Regions from separate parts of the Mus musculus genome. Here all the other regions are linked to region 2. The links are chromatin contacts, called in public promoter capture Hi-C maps. All regions are on one chromosome and are shown on one strand. The core of a region is the stretch at or near the end of the contact, and the rest is flanking DNA. Distances in the headings are between cores, read along the strand shown.

Region 1 (4,469 bases), core at 49-2,548, 110 kb after region 2:
GAAAAAAAGGAAATATGTAATTTAGTGACCACTTCTGTTATCATTTGTACCATAAAGTCAATGAGATATCACTGCAGTTTCTAAAATATTTTGTATAATTCTCAGATCTAAGTTTTAGAAGAACAAAGACTATGCTGATTTGAAGAGTCTTTTAGAGTACTGGTCACAGATTATTTAAAGTTTTTTTTTTAAAAAGGTGATTAATACTATACTTTTAGTGTATTACATTAGTCATGAAATAGATTTTAAGCTTTGATATATTAGTTGTAAAAATCAATGTCTAATATGCTTATGAATTCTGTTATTTGTACCTTTCAGAGGGGGCAAACTCCAAAGATAGGTTATGGTCATATTTTAGCTTTTTAGTTCCTCTGAGCCTCCCTCAGAAGGTGGAAGAAGAAAGCTCATTTTGTCATGTCCTGTCTAATTTAACTTACAAGTGTGTAGACTTTAGCGACGCTTCCTAAACTCAAAGCTTTGGCAGGACTGACCTGGCCACCTAGCTCTCAGGCTGCTTCTGAGCGGGCTCAGGGAGGGACCTCAAGGTTACGTCTAAATTGTAAGTAAGTGTTGGCTGGTGATGATACTGGCTTCTGCATCCACCAGGAGTTGGTGACACTGGGCACACCCTGAGGTCACCACAGTTCTTCAAGTTGAGCAAACTATTGACTAAACTTGGCCAAAATTCAAGTCTGCTGAAACATGTTCAAAGTTTATTCTTAAATAACTATGCAAAATAGCCCTCTAATACAGACTGCAAAATGAGAGAACTTGCAATTACACTTTTATTTTAAAACATACATTTTTTATGCCTGTCATCTTTACAATAATACATATTGAGATCTTATAAGATTTTAAATCATTGAAAATTTTACTATATACAAATAAAAACAAATATCTAAAATGTGGCAATATTTATCAAATCTATAAAAATATTTAATTTCCAGTATAAAAACACCAACTAAGCGAGGTAAGGCAAGACTGATTTTGACCATTTACGAAGGAAATGGATTTGTCATGGCTTTTTGTATGTGTGTGTGTGCTGAGGACTAAACCCAGGGTCCGAGGCATTCTACTGCTGTGCCTTCAGCTCTATTCTATTTTGTGACAAGGTCTCACTAAGGTGCCCAGGCTGGCCTTGAACTCACCCCATACTCTAAGCTGGTACTGACCTTGAAAACCTGTGCCTCAGCTCACGAGTAGTTGACTTTTTAGACCTGTCCCACAGTAAGCAAGATGAGAATGGTAAAGAGCCTGGCACCTGTGGTGGCACGCATGTCGTCACTGGCACCTGTGGTGGCACGCATGTTGTCACTGGCGACGCTGCAGCACTGTGAGAAGCTTCCTGGAGACAGCACAGAAAGCGGAGGCTGGCTAAACCAGCTTAGGGAAGAGGAAGGCCTAAAAGCCAAGCCAGCTGTGGAGGCATGCCTCTGTGGTCCCAACACTCCGGGGGAGTGGGGAGTGATCAAGAGTTCATGGTCACCCCGAGCTACAGAGATTCACAATGTGGTAAGAGGCTAGGGTGATAGCTCAGTTTGTGAAGCGTCTGCCATGTCAGCATAAGGACCCAAGTTCAACCCCCAGAGCCCACTTTAGAGAACTGGGGGTAGAGATGGAAGCTTGTGCTCCGGTCTTAGGAGAGAGAGGCAGGGGTGTGGGTCACTAGGATGTGGACTGCCAGGCAGACTAATTAAGGGCACCAGGTCACTGAGACCCTGTCTCAAAAACCAAAAACAAAAACAAGTCACGGTGGACAGCGCCTGAGGAATGATACCCAAGGCTGACCTCTGTCCTCCATGTGTACATGCACACGTGTGTGTGTGTGTGTGTGTGTGTGTGTGCGCGCGCGCGCACATCCTCACACACAAACCCAGAAAAAGGAAAACAAACAGAGTTCCTATCTAGCTCGTTTCACTGAAGACTGTTCCGACTCATTATCAACATCCCTTTATATTATTTATATTATCAACATCCCTTTAGCCCTTGAAAGTTCTTTGAGGTAGAGAACTGGCTCAGAGCCCTGCTAGGAACAGACAGTGAATGGCCAGAGCTAAGGCTGCTCTTGAGGGAGAGAAAAGAACTGTGGATTTCTTAAACCATGGGGTCCTGCCAGCTCTTGTTGCAGAGACCAAGCCACTCCTCATGCCACTGAGTGCTGATGTCGTCATCCTGGATTTTATCCCATAGGAAACAGGTTCTTTAATCAATTTAAACTTGACACGACAATTCAATGCAACTCAATACAACGTCATATAAATGCCAGCTAAATAACACTAAGATGGAAAAAAAAGATTTTCTTTAAAAACACTGAGAATATTCCAGATGTTTAGCTGTTTTATCTTGAAGTATCCTTGCAAAGAATTGACGGTTAGCTTTGCCCTTGGGGAAGAAAAACGTTAGGGGAATGAGTTGTTTTAAAGAGAAATGTGTCTCCACTTGATGACTGCCTTGAAGGAGCTTTTCCACCCAAAAGTGATGTCTCTGCTTCTTTTATCTCCATTGCCCTTTTGTACAGTTCAGCAGCCTTTTCAAAATTCCCTTCTTCATAGCTTTGAGAGGAAACAACATGAGAGATGCACTGCTATTAACAAGAAACTCTTGCTTCTAAGTAGCCATCAAGGTGCAGAAAAACAAGTTGCAACTCATTTGCCATTCCCACTGCACTCTTTTCTTTCTTTTTTTAAAAAAAATTTTATTAGATATTTTCTTCATTTACATTTCTTTTTTTCCAATATTTTATTAAGTAGTTACTTCATTTACATTTCAAATGCTATCCCAAAAGTCCCCCATACCCTCCCCCACCCCACCCCACCCCACTCCCCTACCCACCCACTTTCACTTCTTGGCCCTGGTGTTCCCCTGTATTTAAGAAAATACCTAATTAAAAAAAAATAATAAAAAAATGCTAAGTGTTGTTATCACCTGCATTCCGAGATGAACGCACAGGAGTGAGCAAAACTCAACACACACCTAACTCATCAGCTCTGAGGTTAGTACGTAGCCCTGTCACCCCATAGGCAGGAAGTGCTGGTATAGGCTGTCTTCACTACTGTCCACAGTACACGCCTCCAAAAAGTAAGCCTGCTTTCTCTCTGCTTCTGAGTACCACTTGAGTATCTAAAGCTACACGAGACCAAAACAACTACCCTCACCCCAAGGTAGACTATTTTCAGGGATAAATATTTCATGCTGTTCTGTGATAAATCAAAGCTATTAAATATTGGGATAGATGAGAAACATTCTTACCTGAGCACAGCTAAATTTTTCAATGTTTCTCCAACTCGAGGATGCATTCTCCCCAAGCTATCTTCATAAATCTTTAATGCTCTTTCATATAGTGGCAGGGCTTCACTGTGCTTTTTCTTATTAAAAAAAAAGTAACAGTGCTCACTTAACACATAGTGTGTCTAAAATTATTATTAATGTATTCTATACTGTTCTGACATACTTTGATAAGCACTTTGAAAACCTTAATATCCTTCTAAGAGATATTAAGGAAACATTATTTTATGGACAATCATAACTGGAGAAGCAGAATAATGGAAAGTAAAAACTCTTTTAAGTTTTAGACATGGCTTAGTAACAATTTGACTCGCTTCTATAATAAGCACAAGCCTGCTTATTGCCTTACTATGCCATTAATTCACATTTATCCATATGTATAAAATATATACATTATATATAATATATGAGGTAATCTATATATTACATTCAGATCATTCATTTGCAAACAGTTGAAATGTAGATGCTTACCATTTGGCTATGAAGGACTGCCAAGTTTACCAAGGCAGTAGCTACACTGGGGTGCTTTGGGCCAAAGGATTTCTGCCGAATTTCAACAGCCAATTCATACAGAGGTACAGCTTTGTCAACTTTTCCCTTCAAAACAAAAGCATAATCTAACAAAATATTCAAGCAATAAATACCATCTGACCCGAACTTTCTCCAGAAATAAAATATATTAAATAAGGTTGCAGAAGCATTTTCTACAGCTGGCCACACCTCAAGGCAACAGAAAATCCAATATAATATTCACATGAAGCTGTTGGGAACACAAAGGTTCTCTGATAATTTGGAAAGATGGTTTGCACTTTATTTACTCATCCAGTGTTTCCAGTAAAAGAAATGTCCAGTTGTATAGATCTGTTGTTGCTCTTAACTCAAGGGGACATCCAAATAAATTCACGTCCCCGCCAACTGCCTCACGTCCCGCCAACTGCCCCGTCCCCTCGGGGCTTTCCTTATGATTTCCCTAACTGAGAAGCTGGCCCGAGAGAACAGCATATTCCCTTCTTATGCATGACCTTCTGTGCCGTGACCACCAGCAAGGGAGCCTCCCCACTTCTCAGCACAGAGACAGCTCCGAGGCTGCACTGGTCAAAGCAGGCTGTGGTCAAGGTTTGCTTTGAATAGATAGAAAAATCCAAACTTTACTCCCATGAAAAAGAGCTGCTATTTAATTGTAG
Region 2 (4,673 bases), core at 2,106-4,605:
GTGTGGGTCGAAGGCGTCTCCGCAGAAGCTACGTGAGGCTTCCTAGTCCCTGTACACCCAGCCTTCATCAAGTAAATGGTGTCCCTGACCCCGCCTCTTTAGCTGGGTCTGTGCTTAGAGCAGATGGGATTTCTCTTCGAGACCTGGACCTGCTGTGGTCCTGGAGTTGGGAGCAGAGTGCAAGAAGAGAGATGTGTCCTGTCTGTGCCTTTTCTTTCACCCACATCCCTGGATGCGTGAGGCCTCTAGGAAGCAGCAGTGATAGCTGTAGGAGGTTGACACACGTCTGCACAGGCACAGCCAAGTAGCAGTGCTATAACCCCACCCTCATCTTCAGAAAGGGCTGGAACTTGTGTGTTGTGTGACGCCCGTGAGCAGGTTCATACTGGACAGGCTGGGCTCTGAGCCATGCTTGCCTTAGGTCTGCTCCATTCCTGGCACCTCATCCACCGGACTGGAATGTTCTCTTTTGAGATGTTAGTTACTTAGATTTTCCCACTAATTGTATTCTACTCCTTTGAAGGAATTACCTACTTGTGCTTCAAGGGTTCAGCTTCTGCGTTGCCTGGCAGTTGAGGGACGCCTCCTCACCGCCTGTGCTACCAAGTGCTTTTGATATGTTTAATCAGAATGTAATTAAAACCCAATCTTTGCTGGGTGGTAGTGGCGCATGCCTTTAATTCAAGTACTCAGGAGGCAGAGGCAGGCGGATCTCTGAGTTTGAGGCCAGCCTGGCCTACAGAGTGAGTTCCGGGATAGCTAGGGCTACAAATCCTGTCTCAAAATATAACAACAACAACAACAATAATAATACCACCACCACCATCCCCTCAGCCATGTCTGCCTCATTCCTCTAACGCCTCACATGTGGACAGTGTTCTTGTGAGCGAGCCCTAGAACTTTGGCTCTTTTCCCACATATCCCTGGAGGCTATAACTGCTGTGTCTGCTTCTGAGATACAAGCTGTTCTTCTCAACCCAAGGAAACCATTAGGAACCAGAGGCACAACACTGAGAGCATCTCAGACTTGCTGGGACTCAAGTTCACTTTCCCTGGGAACAAGGGATGGGAGTAGAACTAGACAGCTGGCTTCTTTGTCAGCTCATCATTTATACCTTTGATTATAGTCTAGGAGCTCCGAATTTGTTCTTCAGTTCAGAATGCCCTTCGTGTCTGCGTAGTTTTCCCTGTGTAAGATAGTTAAGTTTAGGAAACATGAGTAAGCTACTGTAAAGTTTTATTTGTATGACTATGGTGATCAACAAGTATCACTTTATTTATCAGTACCATAACCCTGTGAGTTTGCCCAAGACTCTGCAGTGACTTCAGCGTTGCCTACTTTAATATGTAGCATTCAGGGTTTGGTGCCATAACCTCCTATTTTTATAAGAATCATTGAGCCCGTGTCTTGGTTTCTTTTTTCTATCACCATGAAAAAAATACCCTGTCAAAAGCAACTTAAAGGAGAAAGGGTTTGGATTAGCTGTTGAAGGCATAGTTCATCATGGTGGAGAAGTCAAGGCAGCGGGGGCCTGAAGCAGCAGCTGGTCACATTATATACACACCCAGTGAACAGAAGGAGGTGAATGTGTGCATGCTAGTGCTCAGCTCCTTTCCTCAATGTCATATCATTCAGATTCCTGCTGAGGGAATGGTGCCACCCACAGTGGACAGGTCCTCCATCCCAATTAACATAATTGAGACAGTCCCCCACAAGCATGCTCAGAGGTTCCTCTGTGAGGGGACAGTTCTAACCATCACTGCCCACAGTCTGAATTGTTTAGGAACCACACCCCTCTGTAGTGTTTGTGGTTTTGCTCATCTGGACCTGTCTAAAGTTGAGAGCAGTGAAGTGCTTTGGCTCTGAGCTACACTGATGGACCAGTCTTTTTCCTGAGCAATCTGTGGGAGGCCTGGTTTGCTGATTAGCAGAAGGTAAGAGTTGATAGTGTAGGATCCCAAGACCTAAAGAAGGGAAAATCCTTTTAGTAAGTGTTAAAAGTACTTGACTCTAAGGACCCAGGCACTCTGGTTAGCTTCAGTCCCAGCTCATGCAGGCAGTCACTGTGGCCTCGCCAGCACTGGCACAGTGTGTGGCAGCCATTTCCCATCCGGAGTCAGTGCTCAGAAGCTGAGAGATGAGATGGAAGTGAATTATGACCTCTGTCCTCCATCAGTCCTGTTGCCTTCCCCGCATCAGATCGCTCTGCTGTGTGCACGTCCTCACGACTCCCTTGCTGCTTACATTTCTTTTCTCCCCCCAGGTGTCTCTCCTTCCCTTCTAACTGGCAGCAGCCCCCTTCACCTCAGGAGTGGGCTTTAGAACTGCTCTGCCAGGCAGCTTGCTAACTTCTGTGTAGCTCTCTGAAGCAGGTAGAGAAACCTTTTGCTCAATGCATGTTGCTCGCACCACCTTTCCTGTCCCGACCCTTAGTGTACACCTTTGCCATGTTTCCTCTGACTCAGCTAAGCACTGCCTCTGCAGCGCTAAACCAGTTTCTCTTGCAAGCGCTTGCTGCATTGTGTGGTGCTTCTGAGATGAAAGCAACTGTCTGTGGTGCCCAGAGTCAGCTCCAGAAGCCAGAGCCCAGGGGCTGCTGACAAGCTTGCTTCCGAGTGCCACCTTTTCACGCCATAGAGACTTTCAGTCACAACACGTGGAGACTACGACTAAAATGCTACTGTCTCCTCTGGAGCATGCTTTGACCTACGAGAAGAGTGTCCAGAGCCTTCCTCTTCAAAGAGACCTTATGTAGTGAGCGAGCTGTGTTCCCTGGGTGCCGCTTACTAAAGTGACCTCCTTTGTACCAAGTGAACACAGGCTACCTAGAATGTCCGTCTCGGAAGCTGCTAGTGTCGAGAATCCAGTTGTGCATCACTTTGAGATGGGCTGAGCGGGGTGGGGAGGGCGTCTTCCGTCTGTCTGTTCCCATGTTTTCTTTAAGTACCCTCGATTTTTTTTTTTTTTTTTGTAAAATTAAACTTTCCAGGTGTGAAAAGAGGGGAAATCCCCTATTTCTACACCAGTGTTACTGCATGAATTTTAAAATTATTCTAATTGTGTCAAATACTAAAAGCCATGAACATAGGTGCTGTATCGCTGCCTGTTGAGACAGTTACACATGTAGATCGTATTTAGAGCTTCCCAGTGGTCTGTACTGGGTGCTGGTCCCTGAGACTGATAGAAAAAATGCCTGCTTTCCTTTCTCTCTTGCAGGACCTGGAGTTGCTGGCTACCTTACAGCAGGTACATCCTCATCAGCCATGTCTAATCTGCCGCCTCCCGTAGACCATGAGGCAGGAGACCTTGGCTATCAGACTTGAAGCACTCAGACAGTAAATGCTGGAAGGCCAGTACTGCGCCCACATTCCTCCAACCAACATGTTGAAACAGACTCCGCTGCCTTTCTCCTGGTTTCATGACAGTGTTATTCCTTTTTCTATAAATAGACTTTTATTTAGGAGAAGAGTCCATGATTCTGACGTATCACGTTCTGAGAAAGCACTCTGTGGGTCAGCCACCTGGGTACACAAGAATTTCTTCTTCTTGATGTATGTAAGCACATTTTGTTCCTTTATATCTGTTTACAAGACTGTGAATCAAAAAGACAAACTTTCTTCCTAGTTTTTATAACTTTTTTTTGAATTACTGTGACTGTGGGATTAAGCTGCAGTCTACAAACATTGGGCTAAATCTTATCCCAGAGCAGGGCGCCTCTCTCTCCTGCACCAGGTCTCCATGACCGTCTTCCTCTCATCGTCCCTCCACCCGTGACCAGATCCTCAATCATTAACTCTGAGAGCTCGGTGCACATCGGTGTGTATGACAGGCGTCACCAAACTGAACGACAAGGAGCTTGTGCAAAAAAATTAAAACTAAAAATGGATGTGAAGATGTTATGTAAGAGATTAGTGTAATTGTGAAATGTTCTATACATTATCAAATATATAAAGCTTTCTATATTGAATGTACATTATACAGATCATTCATATGTGTACATAAAATTTTAAAAATAAAGGGAATTGACTGCTTTGTTAATGAGATATGTATGTTCTGTAATTTTAGCCTTTGGAAACTTCTTCCATGTTCACTTTTGGGGGAGATGGAACAGAAGCAGACAAACACCCCTCACCCTCACACGCACAGCTGTGCCCACCTCCGTTCACTCACTGGAAACAGCAGCTTAGTTACTTCTTAAATCGTGTTTAGGTGTGAGCTAAGGAATGCTGCCAGAGTCTCACGGTCTAATGTTTCAGGCGGGAGGTAAGGAACCAGCAAATATATCTAATAACAGATCCTAATGCATAGGTCTTCCAGTTAGACTGCAGACTACAGAAAATAAACATGGAAAGTCACGCAAACACTTGTCCATATCCTTTTTTGTTTTGGTTTGGTTTGAGACAAGGTCACCTCATTGTGACACAGGCTCTCCTCGAGCTTGAAATCCCATGTGTGCTCGCTGAGAGAGCTTGAGTTTCCGTCTGAGGGTAGAAACTGTCCAAAGTTGGAAGGGGCCGCAGGCTGGCCATTGGCATTCAGGTCTGATAGTGGTTTGAGAAAGATCTGAGCAGGCATTGCATACCCTATTGACAATCAAACGCTCAAGGCCATTTGCACACCCTGACTGGGGCTCTAGCTCCATGGTAGAATGCTGACTTAAGATGTGTGAGGC
Region 3 (4,802 bases), core at 1,152-3,651, 91 kb before region 2:
TATTTGTTTTAGTTGGACCAAGATGTCCTTGTGTGTTCCCTCCCCATTGGGTGATGGCAATTCGTTCCCCATAGATTATTGTGAAGAGTTAATGAGGTGGTGTAGAGTGAATGAAGGCTATGAAATTAGGCCTTACATACATTGATAGTCACTGACTGGAGCTCCTTGACTGTTAGAAAAGCAGCATATTCTGAGAAGCACTGACCAGTGAGTCTGAGTGTCTCCCTTGGACAGACAGGTTTCTGCAGGCCACAGTTCTCTGAGGTGGGTCATGGGTAAAACACAACATGTCTGCATAGCTTTTGTTCTTACGCTTCGCTTTTCATGGTTTGGTTGATGGTGTGGTGGCTTCTTGGGTAGGCCAATGTTGGAACACTAGTGCTTCTGACTTACCTTAGCAAACTCACTAACTGTTAATTTCTTGCTTTATGAACTTATATGTTAGGGAGTATAGTTTCTACCCTTGTAGAATACTGTGTGTGTATTCTCTCATAATTTCATTGAGCATAGTTAGAGAAAACTGGTGTTTACAAGGTGGTGTGAATCTCATTCACCCATTTTTAATTAAGTTCTCTCTCCGATTGCTCAGCTATAGAAATTCTTTACTTTAAACACAAATCCTATCCTAGATCAGTGTTTGGCACGTATTGTTCCAGTGCTGAGGGATGCCTTCCAACTCTCCTGATGCCATTGTATAAAAGTACACAGTTTTTAATTTTCATGAAATCCATCTTGTCTTCTTTTGTGTCTCTTGTTCTTTTTGTCATTTGTAAGAAGCAATCTAAGGTTACAATGGATTTCCTTTTGTGACTTCTATAACTTTAATTTTAATTAATTTTATGTGGTGTGCAATGAAGATCTACATATACTTGAATCACTTGTTGAAAAGAAAAGACCATTCTTTTCCCATTGAATGTTTGACACCCTTGCCAAAATGTGAATTCTCAATTTGATTCCATTGATCTGGATACCCATCTGTGATAAAGTCCCTAATGTGTTGGTTTGATTTAATGTAGTTTTCTACCCTTTGAGACAGGGAGGTATGAGGCTGCAACCTCAGAGTAATGTTGACTATTCTGCATTTCTTGTACTGCTGTATCACTTTTTCAGAGAATTGTTAATCTCACTGCAAGTGGCTGGGGTTTTAGTGGCGTTGACTCGGCAGAGCTAATGTTTCCCACCCATAAACAGAAGACCTTCCACTTACTTGGCGGTTCCTTTCAACAGGGTTTTCTTTTCAATCCCCTTTTCTCAGTGGTTTCAGTTTGCTGTGTGCATCGTGCAGCACTAAAATCCATTGTTCTTATTTATTTTCTGACCAATTTGAATCTGAGTTTAAAATATTCTTCAACAGTCTTAACATAAAAAAATTAAAACACGAATCAAAATTTTATTATTTATTTATTATTTTTGTGGGGGGGGGGTTCAAGACAGGGTTTCTTTGTGTAGCCCTGGCTGTCCTGGAACTCACTCGGTAGACCAGGCTGTCCTGGAACTCAGAAATCCGCCTGCCTCTGCCTCCCAAGTGCTGGGATTAAAGGCGTGTGCCACCACTACCCAGCCATGAATCAAAATTTTATTTTTAATTCCTAGTTGAACCTTCTCTCTAAAAATGTATTTATACAATACATTCTCCATGTGATATTTTTTCTTTTCTTTGTTTTTTTTTTTTTTTTTAAGAATTGGGGCCTGTTTTAAGAGATTCTAGACACATACACATTGCTATTCCATCTGGGGAAATTTACTGATTGTGGCAATCAAATGAATACGTACCTCTGCTTTCTCTTCACGGGCCTCACTTAGAGATAACCTTCCAGGTTGTGCCTCAGAGATGTCACGTGACCCATTTCTGTATCTTTGTGCGGTCCCACCGGGCCTCACTTGCAGGTGCTTCCTGCTTTTATGAGTAAAGGGTTGTTGTGAGTCTAGTCCACGGGCTGGCAAAGCAGCTTTCTTCTCTACTTGTTTCTCCCACTCGGGAAGTCCATACATAATTTAATTACATGTTTCTTCTGGGAACAAGAAAGGGAGACTACAGAGAGTAAAAGCACTTTTCTTCCATGAAAAAAATGTCCTCTTTGGGTTAAGCAAGCCACTTAAGGCCGGAAGGAAGGAACAGATGTTCAGCTAAAGTGGAAGTGCAGATCCACTGTGGGAACTTCAGAGTCACATGTTGGTTTTTCTAGATGGAATCTACGAGGATGGACTTCTCCTGGATCACTCCAGTATTTGTTGGCAGAGCAGATGCTATAAATTTGAATGGGACTTTAGTATCCAAACAGGATTTTAAGCACAGTACTAGTAGAAAATTGACATTTGGCCTGTGAAATTCAGTGACAGATGCTCATATTAGAGACAGTCATGGTGACTGACCCCAGAGCAGGATGGGGGTGAGGGGAGGGGAGGAGAGGAGGACAGTGAAGCCGGTAACTTGTTATGCTTATGTTCAGGAGCAAGCTGGACAAGAGAAGAGATGCCTTTTTCTTTTCTTCACAACGTAAAAAGAAATTCTCAAATCCAAATAAAACGACCACAAAACCCCAGGTTGCTAAAGCCTCCCTGAGGGAAAAGAAAGCAAGAGGTCTTATGTAGCTTACTCCACATTGAACAAAGCTGTAGAGATTGAAGTAGCATGGCCCTGGGTAAAGCAGAGCTTTGGAGCCGAGTAGAGGCTAGTGTAGACCTAGCATCCATGGCGGTGGTGAGTTGAGGAGGGATGGCCTTTACAGTGCTAGTGCTGGGAAAGTTGGATGTACACAAAGACACAGATGATGATACTACACCCTCACCTCTCACCAGTTCGAAAAACCAATCCCAATACAGGGCCTAAACCAAAATGTTGAGAAGAAAACACAGAAATATTTTAAGGTATTGAAATGGCTAAGATTTGGGGGGGGGGGGCAGGATAGAGTAACAAGACTCTCAAGCACAGGAAAAGAAAGCAAAATAAACACATGCCATCAAACTGGAAGCCTGCTACTGAACCAGAGCAAGTGGGGACGCGCTCCAGAGTGAGAGAATGTCACCTGCAAATTATTCAGTTGACCAGGGGCTAATAGTCAGAACCTGGAAGGAACTCCAGGAGCCAAACAGACAAAAAGCTGGGGACAAAAGCACTACATAGTCATTTTAAAAACATGCAGATGACCACACGTGTGAAAAAATGCTCAGGGTCTTTAATCATCAGGGAAATGTAGTGAAACTGCAAGGTGTCACTTCACCTTATTAAGAATGGCATCACCAGGAAGACTAAAGGCAGGTCCTGGGGACGACAGATAGGAAGTGGCCTTTAGACTGTTGGTTGGAATGTAACGTAGGATACTTAAGAGAGGTCTTTAAAAACGCCAAAGCAAAACTATTATAGGATACAGATAAACTACTATTGGGTATATAAACAAAAGAGACAATTTAAAAATAAATAAATAAACATCTTCACTCTCATGCTTAATTTTACAACTATTCACACAAGCCCAGGAATGGTACATTGTAAGTACCCTGACAGATGTACAAAGTGTGGTGGTGCGTACACACAGTGGGATATCATTCAGGTGTAAAAAGAATGAAATTGTCATTTGTGACATGAATAGAACTAAGATCACAGTAAGCCAGGCATAGAAGAAAGGTGGGTACTATGTGGAGCTCAGACAGGTAGAGTCTTAAAACGTTTGTCTTGTGAAAGTTGAAAACATACTGGTACTTTACCACAGGTTTACGAGGGGGGAAGAATGAGAAACCGCCCGTCGGTGGACACTTAGGGAAAAGACATCAGTGTAGAGCACTTGTGTAGCACACATGAGGCGTGGCTTGCTCTCCCTGCCTCAGGAGTTGTAGTGCACAGCTCACAATAACAGTATTTCAAAACAACCAGGAGGATTCTCAGTGGAAAGCTATGACAGATGTTCAGGAGATGGATGTGTAGACTCTGGCTTGAGCTTTACATAATACACACATATATTGAAATATTACACAACACAAAAAATATAGACGTAAGCACTAACATCAGTTAAGATTGATGCAGAGGTTGGAAAGGGCTTGGTAAGGTAGGAAGGTGAGAAGAACACACAGAAGTAAACATTCTTAGCAGGTCCTCAGATAAAGCACACGGCAGCTGACTCTTGGGACACTTTTAGACCTGTAATTGCTGTTCTCTTCACTCACAAATGAAATCAATTTTGCAGTCTTGGTTTGTTCATGTATGTGTGCGTGCATGCATGTGCGCGCGCTTGCACGGGCATGTGCGTGTTGCCTTCTGGATTGCAGAAAGTCTGATTTTTCATACTCAAAGAAGATTCTAGAAAATAACTTTTGAATTATTTCTGTTGAACATATGATTTCATTTTATATTTCAGGTCAAATATCAGTTATAGAACCACGTGTTTCTTTTAGTTCCCATTAATTGACTAATTCTTTGCTGTTTTATGTCTAGCTGTGGAGAGAAGTCTTTGCCTACTTCACTAGTCACTGACTTCACCTTAGGGAGAAATATGTTGTTTGAAGAAAGAAGTTTTCATTCTTTAGTTTCTTGTTCTACTTTAGACTTAAACATTTTGGGGAAAAATACAGTATGAATTTTATCCATGATAAAAAATTCACATCCTATCTTTTTTTGTTTTTGTTTTGTTTTTGTTTTGTTTTGTTTTGTTTTGTTTGTTTTTTTCGAGACAGGGTTTCTCTGTGTAGCCCTGGCTGTTCTGGAACTCACTCTGTAGACCAGGCTGGCCTCGAACTCAGAAATCTGCCTGCCTCTGCCTCCCGAGTGCTGGGGCGTGTGCCACCACACCCGGCTCATTTTCTTTTTGCCC

What was found. Capture Hi-C pulls out chosen DNA fragments and counts their contacts.
Region 1: a promoter capture Hi-C map of adipose tissue shows a contact between it and region 2. The contact joins two enhancer-like sites. A contact is called at or near these places in 1 of 15 datasets of contacts at CTCF or cohesin (embryonic stem cells), 11 of 484 Hi-C or Micro-C datasets (CD8 T cells, the G1E-ER4 cell line, Sertoli cells and 3 more), 4 of 115 datasets of contacts at active chromatin or transcription factors (all in embryonic stem cells) and 4 of 9 other capture datasets (adipose tissue, embryonic stem cells, liver and 1 more).
Region 3: a promoter capture Hi-C map of adipose tissue shows a contact between it and region 2. The contact joins two enhancer-like sites. A contact is called at or near these places in 1 of 115 datasets of contacts at active chromatin or transcription factors (embryonic stem cells) and 4 of 9 other capture datasets (adipose tissue, embryonic stem cells, liver and 1 more).

The regions. Positions count from the first base shown.
Region 1 is chr9:104,040,035-104,044,503 of GRCm38.p6, reverse strand. Nphp3 (nephronophthisis 3 (adolescent)) reads right to left here. Exons shown (of 27, transcript NM_028721.3): 25 at 3,757-3,882; 26 at 3,250-3,365; 27 at 693-2,552. The coding sequence ends at 2,372. Among named protein-coding and RNA genes, the nearest start is that of Uba5, 21 kb to the left of the region's middle. Within about 2 kb of position 1,298, at least 6 of the 459 cell types and tissues checked have an H3K27ac peak or open chromatin away from gene starts, as enhancers often do. A contact at or near this core is called in adipose tissue, where this site is marked.
Region 2 is chr9:104,150,968-104,155,640 of GRCm38.p6, reverse strand. Dnajc13 (DnaJ heat shock protein family (Hsp40) member C13) reads left to right here. Exons shown (of 56, transcript NM_001163026.1): 56 at 3,218-4,044. The coding sequence ends at 3,324. Among named protein-coding and RNA genes, the nearest start is that of Ackr4, 27 kb to the right of the region's middle. Within about 2 kb of position 3,355, at least 6 of the 459 cell types and tissues checked have an H3K27ac peak or open chromatin away from gene starts, as enhancers often do. A contact at or near this core is called in adipose tissue, where this site is marked.
Region 3 is chr9:104,241,345-104,246,146 of GRCm38.p6, reverse strand. All of the region lies in intron 2 of Dnajc13 (DnaJ heat shock protein family (Hsp40) member C13), which reads left to right. Among named protein-coding and RNA genes, the nearest start is that of Dnajc13, 19 kb to the left of the region's middle. Within about 2 kb of position 2,401, at least 57 of the 459 cell types and tissues checked have an H3K27ac peak or open chromatin away from gene starts, as enhancers often do. A contact at or near this core is called in adipose tissue, where this site is marked.